Linked DNA regions of Oryctolagus cuniculus: region 1 is linked to region 2. The links are chromatin contacts, called in public Hi-C maps. All regions are on one chromosome and are shown on one strand. The core of a region is the stretch at or near the end of the contact, and the rest is flanking DNA. Distances in the headings are between cores, read along the strand shown. Region 1 holds the start of LOC108177140. Region 2 overlaps SETBP1 (SET binding protein 1).

Region 1 (5,663 bases), core at 109-2,608, 210 kb after region 2:
GCATCACCGTCATCACCATCTTGCTGAAGATCTGCGCGGTCCAGTTTCCCTGACTTTGTCTCGGTGGAACTTCTCAGACAGTATTTTGGTCGAAGAGATAATGGTTTGAAAGACAAAAACAATAAATCGATACTGAAGGGCTCCCTTTCCGGAGCGATTTCCCCCTGGAAACCACCGAAGGGGGAAGCCTGCCGTTTAATTCCCAAGCCCAGGGCACACAATGCGTGCTTTCAAAAGGGCATTCGTCTGCTTTTAAGGGAATTCCTGTCTTTTCAGAGTCCCCAAACCAGAGAGCACAACAGACTCAAATCCATTGATTAAGGTTTCCGAGAAAAAAGACTAACACACAGCCACGACACAAGCACAAACCAACCTTCGCCGGCTGGACCACTTCTCGCCTGATCTTCTTTCTATTAACGACACGTTAGATTCTGATACATGCCACCCCCCCCCCAAAAAAAATCCAACTAGGCTACAATGTAGCTCTCTAGCTCCACTTAACCTGCAAGTTACAAAGAGAGCAAAAAAAAAAAAAAAAAAAAAAAAAAAAAAATCCTGCCGCCTTCCCACCCCTTTTCCTATGTTCCTACCCCCTCCCCCTCCCGGGTCCGCTCTACCAACGCCAGCCCAAGCAGCCGGCTGCAGGACCGAGGGAGGGTGCAAAGGCGGGGTGGGGGTGGGGGATCAGATTAGGCGAAACTCAATGAGCTCCTAGCCCGACTCTTCCACCATCGCCGCCACCAACGGGCCACTCGGATGGAGCCAGCATCGCTGCCCACCCGCGGGCCGGCCGGAATCGCGCCCCTCCCCGGCAGACTCGCCGGGACCGGCATCCCGCCCCCTCGGCCCCGGCTGCCCCTTCCTGCTCGGTGCAAAGTCAAAGCCCCGGCGAGACCAGGCGAGGCAACGTGAACTTTTGCATGCAGGGCGCGCGCACACACACACACACACACACTCACACACATTCACACACTCACACACACCACCCCGGGCCCGGGCGTGCGGGGGCCCGCGGCGCGGCGGGAGGCTGCGCGCCGGGGCTCCCGGGGCAAGGTCGCCGCGCGTGCTCACCCATGTCCCGGCGGCTCCGGCTCCGCTGGCCCTGGCGCTCGCTCAGATCCCGGCTCCGGTCGCTCGCCGGAGCCCCCAAAGGTGCTGCTGCGGCAACTCCATGGCGATGAGCATCTGTCAAACGGCGAGCCGCGGGGCGGGCCGCCCTCGCTCGGGGGGCTGCGGGGCCCCCGGGCGCGCGGAGGCGGCGGCGAGCGGCGGGCGCCCCGGCCGGCCCCGCGCTTCCCGCCCGGCGCGGCCGCCTCCGCCGCGCCACCGATTTATGGAGAGAGATATCAAGGGGGAAAATGGCGTCTCCGGAGCCCGAGGAGTCCTGGAGTAATCACATTCACACACACACACGCCCGTACGCACACACTCGCTCACACTCGCACACGGGCGCGCGGCGGGCCCGGCTAATTTTAGCAGGAGCCAAAAAAAATTGTATATATATATATAAATATATAAATATATCCCCGTCTCTCCGATCAACGCTATTTCCACCACCTCCCCCCCCCCCCCCTTGTCTTCAAAGGATGGATTGGAGCTTTAAAAATGTTGCTGGGTTTGGGCTCGCAGGAGGCGGCGCGCGGAGGGCGAGGGCGCTTTTGCTGAGCTGTGCAGTTCGGTCCGCGGCGCCCGGCGGCCCTGCCCGCTCTCCGCCCGTCCGCCCGCGGTCGCTAGTGCTGCCGCCGCCGCCGCCGCCGCCGCTCCATGGCCGCGCCCGCCCCGCGCCCCCTTGCCGCCCGCCCGCCCGCGTCCCCGGCGAGAGCTGGAGTGGGGTCGGGCCCGTGTGCCTGCCTCCCGCGCCCTCTCCCGAGTCCCAGAGTCTTGGTGAAAGGAAGGGGGAGGGCGCGGGCGGGGAAGGGGGGGAGGATCGGAGCGGCCGCGCGGCAGAGGCGAGCGGGGACCGCCACCCCGCCGGCCGCCTCGGAGGGGGCGCCGGCGCCCACGCGGCTGGCCCCGCGGGCCCGGGGCCGCTTCTCGGGCGGGAGCCGGTGGAGAGCGAAGAGCGGCCGCTCCCCTCACCTCCCCACCCCCGGGGAATCTCGGTCAATTGGAGGGAGCGGGGTCTAGCCGTGAAGGAGGAGGGAAACAGTTGGTGGCGGCCGATCGGGAGCCCCTCGCCGCACCCCGCGCCCCTAGCGCTCCCCAGCGCCCTCGCGGCCCAGTGGCTTCTGCGCGTCGGAGTCAGCGGCGGAGACTGAGCGGCCGTGGGGAGCGCCTCCGGCTGGGCGCGGGCTGCCGGGCTCAACACCGCCACTGTCTGACACAACAGGGGCAGTGTCGCGGGAGCCGCGCGTCCAGGCGCCGACGTGGTAGGCTCTCTCAACTGGGCGCAGCGTGGTTGCTTTCTTTCTTTTAAGCGGGTCATGAGGCTTCCTTTCCAGGGTTGGTTTTACTTTATTTGTGTATTGTGTTTTAGTAAGCTACTTGTAGGCATCGGGTCCTCGTGTCATTTTTTCTCGTTATCCACCACAGTTAGACTCTTGCAGGAAAGGGCACGGATGGCAACCTCGCAGCTCCCTCCCTGATCCGGGTGGTGGGGATGTCTTTGGTGCTTGGCAAAACGTGGCGGTTACTTTTAGTCTCTGGGCATTTCTGTTGGGGTTACAGAAGGGGCGCTTTTCGGGCCAAGGGAAGAATGGAGAAGCTTAGGGACGCTGTGCACTCCATCAGCTGACTGAGGAAGACTCACAGAGACCTGCAAAGGGCTATGCTTCCAGATCTCCAGGTAGAGGTCACTCCGAACGCAGGCAGCTGAGTTTGACCATGCCTTTCTCTGTGAGAGTTGGGTGAAACTGAGAAATGTTTGGGTGGTGAGTGGGGGGCGGCCCCCTAGCAACCACATCAGCCACTGCCAACCCCGCTTGGCTACAGGGTTGAATTCTGTCGGACGACCTCTTTTTTTCTCTTTTTTACCGGAATGCTCTGGAGCAAGGGAGAAAAAGTGGCTGGACCCCCGCCCCCCCCCCCCCCGCCGCACCTCCCTCTCACGCACACACTCACACACTGGTCCACGCCCCCGGGTGTCAGTCAGGGTTTTGCACAACAATTTATCCCCTTCTAACTCAAATTATCCTCTTTGTTGGGAAGAATGTTCTGACTGGCCACAAACTTTGCCTCCCTTACTCATCACTGCAAGACCTCCAATGGAGCAAGATTTCCTCTGTTCTGCGCTGTGTTGAAGCATAACTATTAATGAGAAAATAATGCTTCATTGGAAAAAATTCAACAAGACATAGGAGCTGATGATGAAAGAAGAGCTGAAGGCACACAATACTATGCCAAAATGACCTCGGTAATCACCTGACCTTTGCCCATCTACTTGTGCGTCCGGATTTCTGATACCCAAGACCAAAGTAGGCAGAGGACTAAGAGTGTGCACCATTGATGCAAAGCAGAAAGTGCGTCCAGAAATCAGAAGGGTTGGCTTGCATCGTGTGAGCCAGAACTGAAGTTTGTTGCCCAAGTCTTTTTCCTTTTAAAATTTAAGCATGTTAACAGGATTGTCCTTCCTGTGGTGTTGTGTTTCTTTGGAGAGAAGTTCAGAGAAGTGTGCGCTGTATTTAAAAGTCTCTGTAATAATGGTAGATCTGTCTGTTGAATCATAGTGCAATAAAAGTTCACCCTCGAGTATCACCAAGTCAAATCCCATCATCTCTAAGTTGAGGAACCACGCAAAGAGATTCAATAGACTTCCCTGAATCATTAAGTTCAGCGAAAGCCATGAATCTGCTACATGTGCCTGGACTTCTCATCCAGAGTTTCTTCTTTATGTGTAGCCCATCTCCCAATGATTAGAAGTGAGAGGAGGGCAAGGAAAGGAGGGATCTTCTCCTTCTTTTAAAAGTGTTATATATGTAAAAATAATACTGTATACCTGCTAATATATAATAAGGTAATGCATAAATATAGTTTTAAATAGGATTGCTAAAAACCAAAGCTCCGGCCGAATGATATGTCTGTTTATAGAATAGGAGCTGTATTTAAATTCTAGCCAAGTTCCACAGAAATTCTTCTCATATTATTTCCCTAGTAGGTCATTTTTTAATTCAGAATGAGACCCTGAAACATAGAAAATCTATAGCTGGTAAAGAAGTTGGGTTAAAAATAGTGTCGGGCAATGTTAAGGGACTGATTTTTGGGATTCTAGGATCATTTAAAAAAACAAAAGGCTGATCTGAGCACCTTTTAGGAATGTACATGACATAGAGACATAGACATAACTAAGAGTCCTGTACTTTCTCTAGTGTCAGGATCATGCAGTCCCTTAACAAATAGTTCAGCGGCATGGATAATGTGCCAGGTCCTATGGTTGTAACCATAGTCAAACACAAGACTAAGACACAGTTCCTATCTTCACAGGATTCACGACTTAGTAGGAAAGTTGATATGCAAACTTTCCAGCCACAACTAGTAAGGGGCTATCAGAAAGGAGGTGCTTAAAAGTGCATAGAACACAGAGGCAGAAGCTGTCAGAGGAGGGGAGTCACAAATCATGTCCTTTAGCAACGTTGAGCACTTATTGCCTTGTGTATTTTAACACATTTCCTTTTCCTCTTTGCATAGATGTGTCTCATCTAACCTGTTTTATCAAGGATGCACGCGTTGACAAGGATGCCCTGTGACTTGCATGGACAGTGTCAATAAATGTGGCTGAGAATAGACATCACTTCCGATATCATGAAATAGCTGCCTTGCTGCCAACTGAATGATTACTCTGTGTTCCAGGCCTCCATGTGCCTAATCTTTTGTTATGCCAACCACTCCCTTACCCAGGGCCATTTGCTGAAGACAGTGCAAGGATCTGCAGTATTATCATACTCCACCGGTCTTGAGGACTCAACATATGGTTCAAAGTACCACAAGAAGACATGTCATTTTGACATCTCTGAAGGTAGTTAGAACAAAATGAGGCAAACCATCCATTCCACTTTGGTGACAAGTTGAGATCATGTACTACAATCAAAGGCTCCAAGACATTCTCCTTCCTTTCTCAAGTTCAAATACAATGTATTTTTTATTTTATTATTTTGACAGGTAGAGTTATAGACAGTGAGAGAGAGAGAGACAGAGAGAAAGGTCTTCCTTCCATTGGTGCACTCCCCAAATGGCCGCTACAGCTGGCATTGCATCGGCCTGAAGCCAGGAGCCAGGTGCTTCTTCCTAGTCTCCAATGTGGGTGCAAGGGCCCAAGCACTTGGGCCATCCTCCACTGCCTTCCTGGGCCATGGCAGAAAGCTGGACTGGAAGAAGAGCAACCAGGACTAGAACTTGATGCCCATGTGGATACTGGCATCACAGGCAGAGGATTAACCAAGTGAGCCATGGAGCCAGCCCCTCAAATACATTATTGATTCTCACCTTTTTGGAAAACAATGTAGCATTACCTAATGTAGTATTCTCAAGAATGATTATAAAACAAAATTTCCTGAGCAAATTAATTATGTCTGGAATCCATCATGATTTGATTAGATTTGAGTAGACCCAGTATCACTACCATTTTCATAAATGTTCTCAATGCTTCTGCATATGCAACAAGCACTGAGAATCACTGATCCATTGGAAAGGGTATGCATCCACAATGCTCTCTTAGTATAGATATTATT
Region 2 (5,473 bases), core at 2,525-5,024:
CATCTTTTCTTTTCCTCTCTTCTCCTTTTCCTTCCTTTCTTTTCTTTATTAATTGGATAGCAGGAAAGGGTGTGTGTGTGTGTGTGTGTGTGTGTGTGGCGGGACTGGAGGGGAGAGAGGGAGGGGGGGAGAGAGAGAGAGAGAAAGAGAGAGAGAGAGAGAGAGAGATCCCAAATGCCAGAAGTTGAGAGCTGGGCACTCAATCCAGGTATCCCACATGGTTGGCAGGGGCCCAATTACTTGAGTCATCACCTACTGCTTCTAAGGATCTGAACTGGTAGCAAGTTGTAATCAGGAGGCAGAGTAGAAAATCAAAGCTACTCTGATGTGGAATGTAAGTGTCTTAACGGCTCAGCTAAACACCAGTGCCTCTTCCCAACATTTTTAGTGATGGAGTGATAATATCACAAGAGGGAGTGTGTGTAGGAAGGAGGGGTAAGCAAGGAAGAATGGGAGATCTGTTTTTCCTCGGCCCTTATAGTAAATTTACACCAAATCCCCTTTAAAAAGGTCTTTGGATTTGCTTCTTGATATTAATCGCTTATAATGCATACAAAGTGTTTTACTCTTTGATTAAAATAAATACAGCTAAATATTTTAGTTTCCCTGAAGAGAAATCATTTAGTCCTCAAATTATATGCTAAACACAAAGTTGTTAAGTTTATAACTCATGCAAAAATTCTTTGCTACTTTCCACTGGGAAGAAAAATAGTAATTTATGAAGGGCTTACATCTTAACACCATTGCCACCTTCCCACAGGGAGGCAGCACGGGGTTATGGAATGAGCACTTGTCTGGGAGTCCAATTACCTGTTCCCACAACTTGCTGTGGTACCTGGGGCAGCTATTTCCTTTCCTCTGTCAACAGTTATGGACATTTTGTGACTCAACCACAATCACCTAACAGAGGACACAACATTTGAAAACCCAATTATATTTGAGGATTTACAATCAGAGAGGGAGAATAGGTACAAAATTGCTGGTACTCCATGATGTCTCAAGTTTTACAAACTCAATAACTTTGGCAGACACTTCTATTCTCATCCTTGATATGAAACCAGGTTTTCAGTTATGTTCTCAGTACTGAGTTGAACAAAATGGTCTTCCATTTCAACGGTTGAAACTGACTTTCTAATGCTTAGATATGATTTAATCAAATGAAATAGCAGGATTCATTGTTCTAAATGTCTAAAATGACTCTGGATAATATCATGGAGAGCAACTGTTTTTTTTCAGTCTACACTCCATCATTGTGGATACAATTCTACACTCCTATGATTAATTCAGAGAATCATTTTCTTTTCCTCCTTTTATTATGATTTTTATCTAAAAACCATGGGGTCTTAAAAGAATGCAAATTAAACTTCTGACAATCCCAAAAGTGCAATATTATTATAGACATTGCTACATATAAGGAAGAAAAAACAGTCCAAGAATGATCCCCAGAAATACAAGCCTAGGCAGTCCCTGTTTCCTAAGGCAGCCAACTGGAAGACTCCTCTGGGAGGAATATGTAAAGCAAATTTATATTTACAATTGCTTCCTGCAAGGCTGGCTAAATTGAAGTCATTTCGCCAAACTTCACAAAGAAAAAGAGAGTACCATTTCCTGAATTCTCAGGCTGATTCTGGCAAGCAGCTTGGAGAGAGGGGAAGTGACTTGCTTGAGGTGATGAGTTAGGAATCTACAAGGATGCTGAATGGAAACTCAGTTGAAACTGGGGCAGCTTTCTATTTTGTATTTCAACCCTCAGTCTTCTCTTTTCTATACAAGATTCTTCATTTCAACCTTATGCTTAGTTACAAGATGGGTTCTCTCTGGCTGCTGATGAAGAGTGAAGATCTAAAGCTGAGGTATGACCTGCAATCCCTGCTTAATGATGGAGCAAAGGAATGGACAAAGTCTAGCATATACAATATACAAGACAGAAATCCTCAAACTACATTCACTACATGAAAAAGAAAGAAATACATTTTCTGTTCATATATATAGTTTGTTTATGTGTATTCATTTAATACATGTTAAAATAGGAGCTCAAGAAATAAAATTTATACTTTCTTTTAAGATTTTTTATTTTGTTTGAAAGGCAGAGTTACAGAGAGATCTTCCATTTACTGGTTTACTCACCAAATGGTCACAATGGCTGGAGCTGGGCTAGGCTGAAGCCAGGACCCCAGAGCTTCCTCCACGTCTCCTATGTGTTTGCAGGGGCCCCAGGACTTGATCCATCCTCCACTGCTTTCCCAGGCATACCAGCAGGGAGCTGGATCAGAAGTGGAGCTGGGTCTTGAACCAGTACTCATATGGAATGCTGGCATTGAGGGCAGAGGCTTAACCCGCTATGCCACAATGCTGGCCCCTGCACTTTCTTATTATGATGCATTTTGGCATTTATCTTTCTTCCTCTCATCCTATCTCCCCCAATTCCGTCTTCCCTTCCTCATTCTTTCTTTCTTTTTTGCTTGATCCTGTTCTTTTGTTGGTATTTTCTATTAAAGCAAATTCACAATATGCTAATAAGTTATCCAACTTATAAAAAAATAAAAAAAACATTTTATGTAAAGCACAAATGTGTAAGAATTATAATATTTACTGGAAGGCCACATTGAGGCAAGGACCACTTAGAAATCAGGGTGGGAGTGAGTGTTGTGGCATAGTGGGGTAAGCCCCTGCCTCTGACTCTGGCATCTGACATGTGTGCTGGTATGAATCCTGGCTGCTTCACTTCCAATCCAGCTCCCTGCTAATGTGTCTGGGAAAGCATCAGAAGATGGTCCAAGTGCCAGGATCCCTGTCACCCGTGTGGGAGACCCAGATGAAGATCATGGCTCCTGGCTTTCATATGGTCCAGTTCCAGCCATTGTGGCCATTTTGGCAGTGAACCAGCAGATGGTAGATCAATCTCTCTCTCTCAAACTCTGCATTTCAGATAAATAAATAAATACTAACAAAGGAAAAGAAAGTAGGGTGAATGCTCTGGGCCAGTCAGCTTGTGTTTGAATCTGACCTCTTGCAGTTACAAGTGGTGTAATCTTGGGTGCATTATCAAACCTCCCCATGCCTCAGTTTCCATATCTTTGAAATGGAACATTCACAGAACCTACTCCAAAGGTTCATTATGAGCATTTGATGACTTAATGCAGGTGTTTACCCCTTGCTTGAAATGCTTGAGACAAGAAGTGTTTTGGATTTTGGATTTTCCTGGATTCTGGAATATTTGCAGATACATAATGGGATATCTCATTATATGATAGGATCCAAATCTAAACATGAATTTTATTTATGTTTCATACATACTTTAAACATACAGCCTGAAAGTAGGTTTATATGGAATCTTCAGTAACTCTGTATATGCAACTGTTTCAGGGTATGAAATTTTGTACTTGTGGCATCAGGTTCATTCTCAAAAAGTTTCAGAAAATGGAACATTCTGGATTTTGGATTAAGGATGAATAACTTTATAGGAAAATTGCCCTAGATGGTGCTCATATCTGGACTTCATTAAGTAGCCAGTAAATGCTAATATATATTTTTCTTTTCTTTTTAAAAATATTTTATTGAAATGTGGTATACATACCATGAAATGCTCACAGGTTTACAGATAAATGAATTTTTGTTCTCCTGATCACACTCACAACCAACACCCATATTAAGAACAAAACATTTCTAGTACCACCAGAGTCCTCACTTTGGTAGCATGTGTCTTAACTACTCAAACCACTTGCTTGGGTTGTTTGCATGTTTGTAGGGGGATTAGAAAGAATTGCCTGGGGATAAATGACTCAGCATCGCTCTGGGAAGAGGGCTGATGATGTCACTTGGCTATGTGCTCTTTATGAACAATCAACGCTTGCTAGAATAATCATCATCTGAGATGGCTGAAGCTGAAGCAAAAAATTCCAATGGAGATTGCCAACAATCACAATTTATTGCTTAGGGCACATTTCATACACTGTGTCAAATTTGGAGCACTGTGCTTGGGGCATGTTGATAACAGAAAAGTCTCTTGTAGGGGAAGGTAAACAGAACTGGAAGGGGATAAAGACTGTATTAATAAGGGCTTGGATAAGAAAAACAGAGTTGTTTAACTTGGAGATGGGAAGATTTAGAGGAACTCTGATAACCACTTTCAAATGGTTAAAAATTATCATATGGATAAGAATGAAAGATTATTGGGCAAGTTATGACCAAACCAATCATAGAGGTTTTGATTTAAAAAATTGAGCTCTACAATATTTGTGAACAATAAAAGCTATTGAGCTGCAAAATAAGTGACCTGGCCCAGCAGGAAGGTAGCCATCTCTGGTAACATGAAAACTAACATGAGATGACTGAATAGTTATGCCCAATTAATTTCTTGACTTGGTAGTAGGATCGAATCAGATAGAACATCTTTCAGAACTAAAATTTGACAGTCTGCCACTTATAAATGGCTTTAAAAGGCCTAAAGCCATATCCATATGCAAGGTGACATTATTTCAATGTTGGTTACACCTGTCTTCAGCACCTGGAGTATTCTGTTTAAATTCTGGAGAAGGCGTTTTGCTTCCTGTACATAATTCCCATATACAACCAACCCCAATGTTCTAGCGAGCCTGAGAAAACAATATTTGGGCAGCCAAATAACTCCCCAGTGACAAGGAACATCTTCTCCACAGTGGAGAACCAACAAAGTTTTAGTTTTGTTTTGTTTCCTTTTCTTTCAGCCTTTTAATAGCAAACCAAATGGAAATAATCTGGGCTCTGGGTAAACTCCTTACTCTCCCTCTTGTGCCTGAAACTTGTCAAAATGTTTGAATGTAAAAAGATTACTCAGGATTCATCCTATGAGACATTGAGCTTCATTTCTACTGCTTCTTCTCACAGCAGCTCACTCCCCTCCCCTCAGCTTTGAGTCTGGGTTTCTCATCTCGTAGGTGGGTTTGATTAATATGTCTGTCGATCATGTGCAAACTCCTTTGAGAAAATGAAAAGCAATGTTCAACTGTTCAAAAATAATGTCTTTTACAGTGCCTATCTCAAGACATCAATGACAAAAAAAAAATGCCTCCATTGTACAGGAACCAAGACACTTGCAATTTCTAAAGTAGGAACGTGAGTTGGTCAATAAACACGGAAAAGTAAAATGGAAGCCTAAGCAGGAATCCAGGAAATCTGGTAAATATTTATAGTCAACTGGGATCATGTAGGTCTCAAATACATCATTTTTCTCAGGAATAGGACATTTGCAGACTGTGTTAACTGCACAGTTACAGAAATCTTGGCTCACTTTGGTGGAAGAGACCATTCATAGTATTTTTAGAAGCTGCTGCCAGAGCAAAGCCCAGTATATAGTTTCTGCTCACACCAAGGTTGGGTTTATTCAGATCCAGTTTATCCTACCCCTTTCCTATGCTCACACATATCTGGATCAGGAAGAAAAAGACAAACGACACACAGGGAGAAGGGATACATAGGTATCACATGGAGAATT

The links. A called contact is a pair of places that touch in the nucleus more often than the background predicts.
Region 1: a contact with region 2 is called in a Hi-C map of psoas muscle, with 6 times the contacts expected there. The contact joins the promoter of LOC108177140 here to the enhancer-like site in region 2. A contact is called at or near these places in 2 of 6 Hi-C or Micro-C datasets (psoas muscle and an unstated tissue).

What each region holds. Positions count from the first base shown.
Region 1 is chr10:32,725,075-32,730,737 of mOryCun1.1, forward strand. LOC108177140 reads left to right here and starts at 1,359. Exons shown (of 2, transcript XM_070050269.1): 1 at 1,359-2,369; 2 at 4,624-5,663. The coding sequence starts at 1,359. The coding sequence ends at 2,258. It overlaps SETBP1 (SET binding protein 1), which reads right to left and starts at 1,215. Exons shown (of 6, transcript XM_008261251.4): 1 at 1,072-1,215.
Region 2 is chr10:32,509,102-32,514,574 of mOryCun1.1, forward strand. All of the region lies in intron 3 of SETBP1 (SET binding protein 1), which reads right to left. Among named protein-coding and RNA genes, the nearest start is that of SETBP1, 210 kb to the right of the region's middle. Within about 2 kb of position 3,775, at least 1 of the 8 cell types and tissues checked has an H3K27ac peak or open chromatin away from gene starts, as enhancers often do.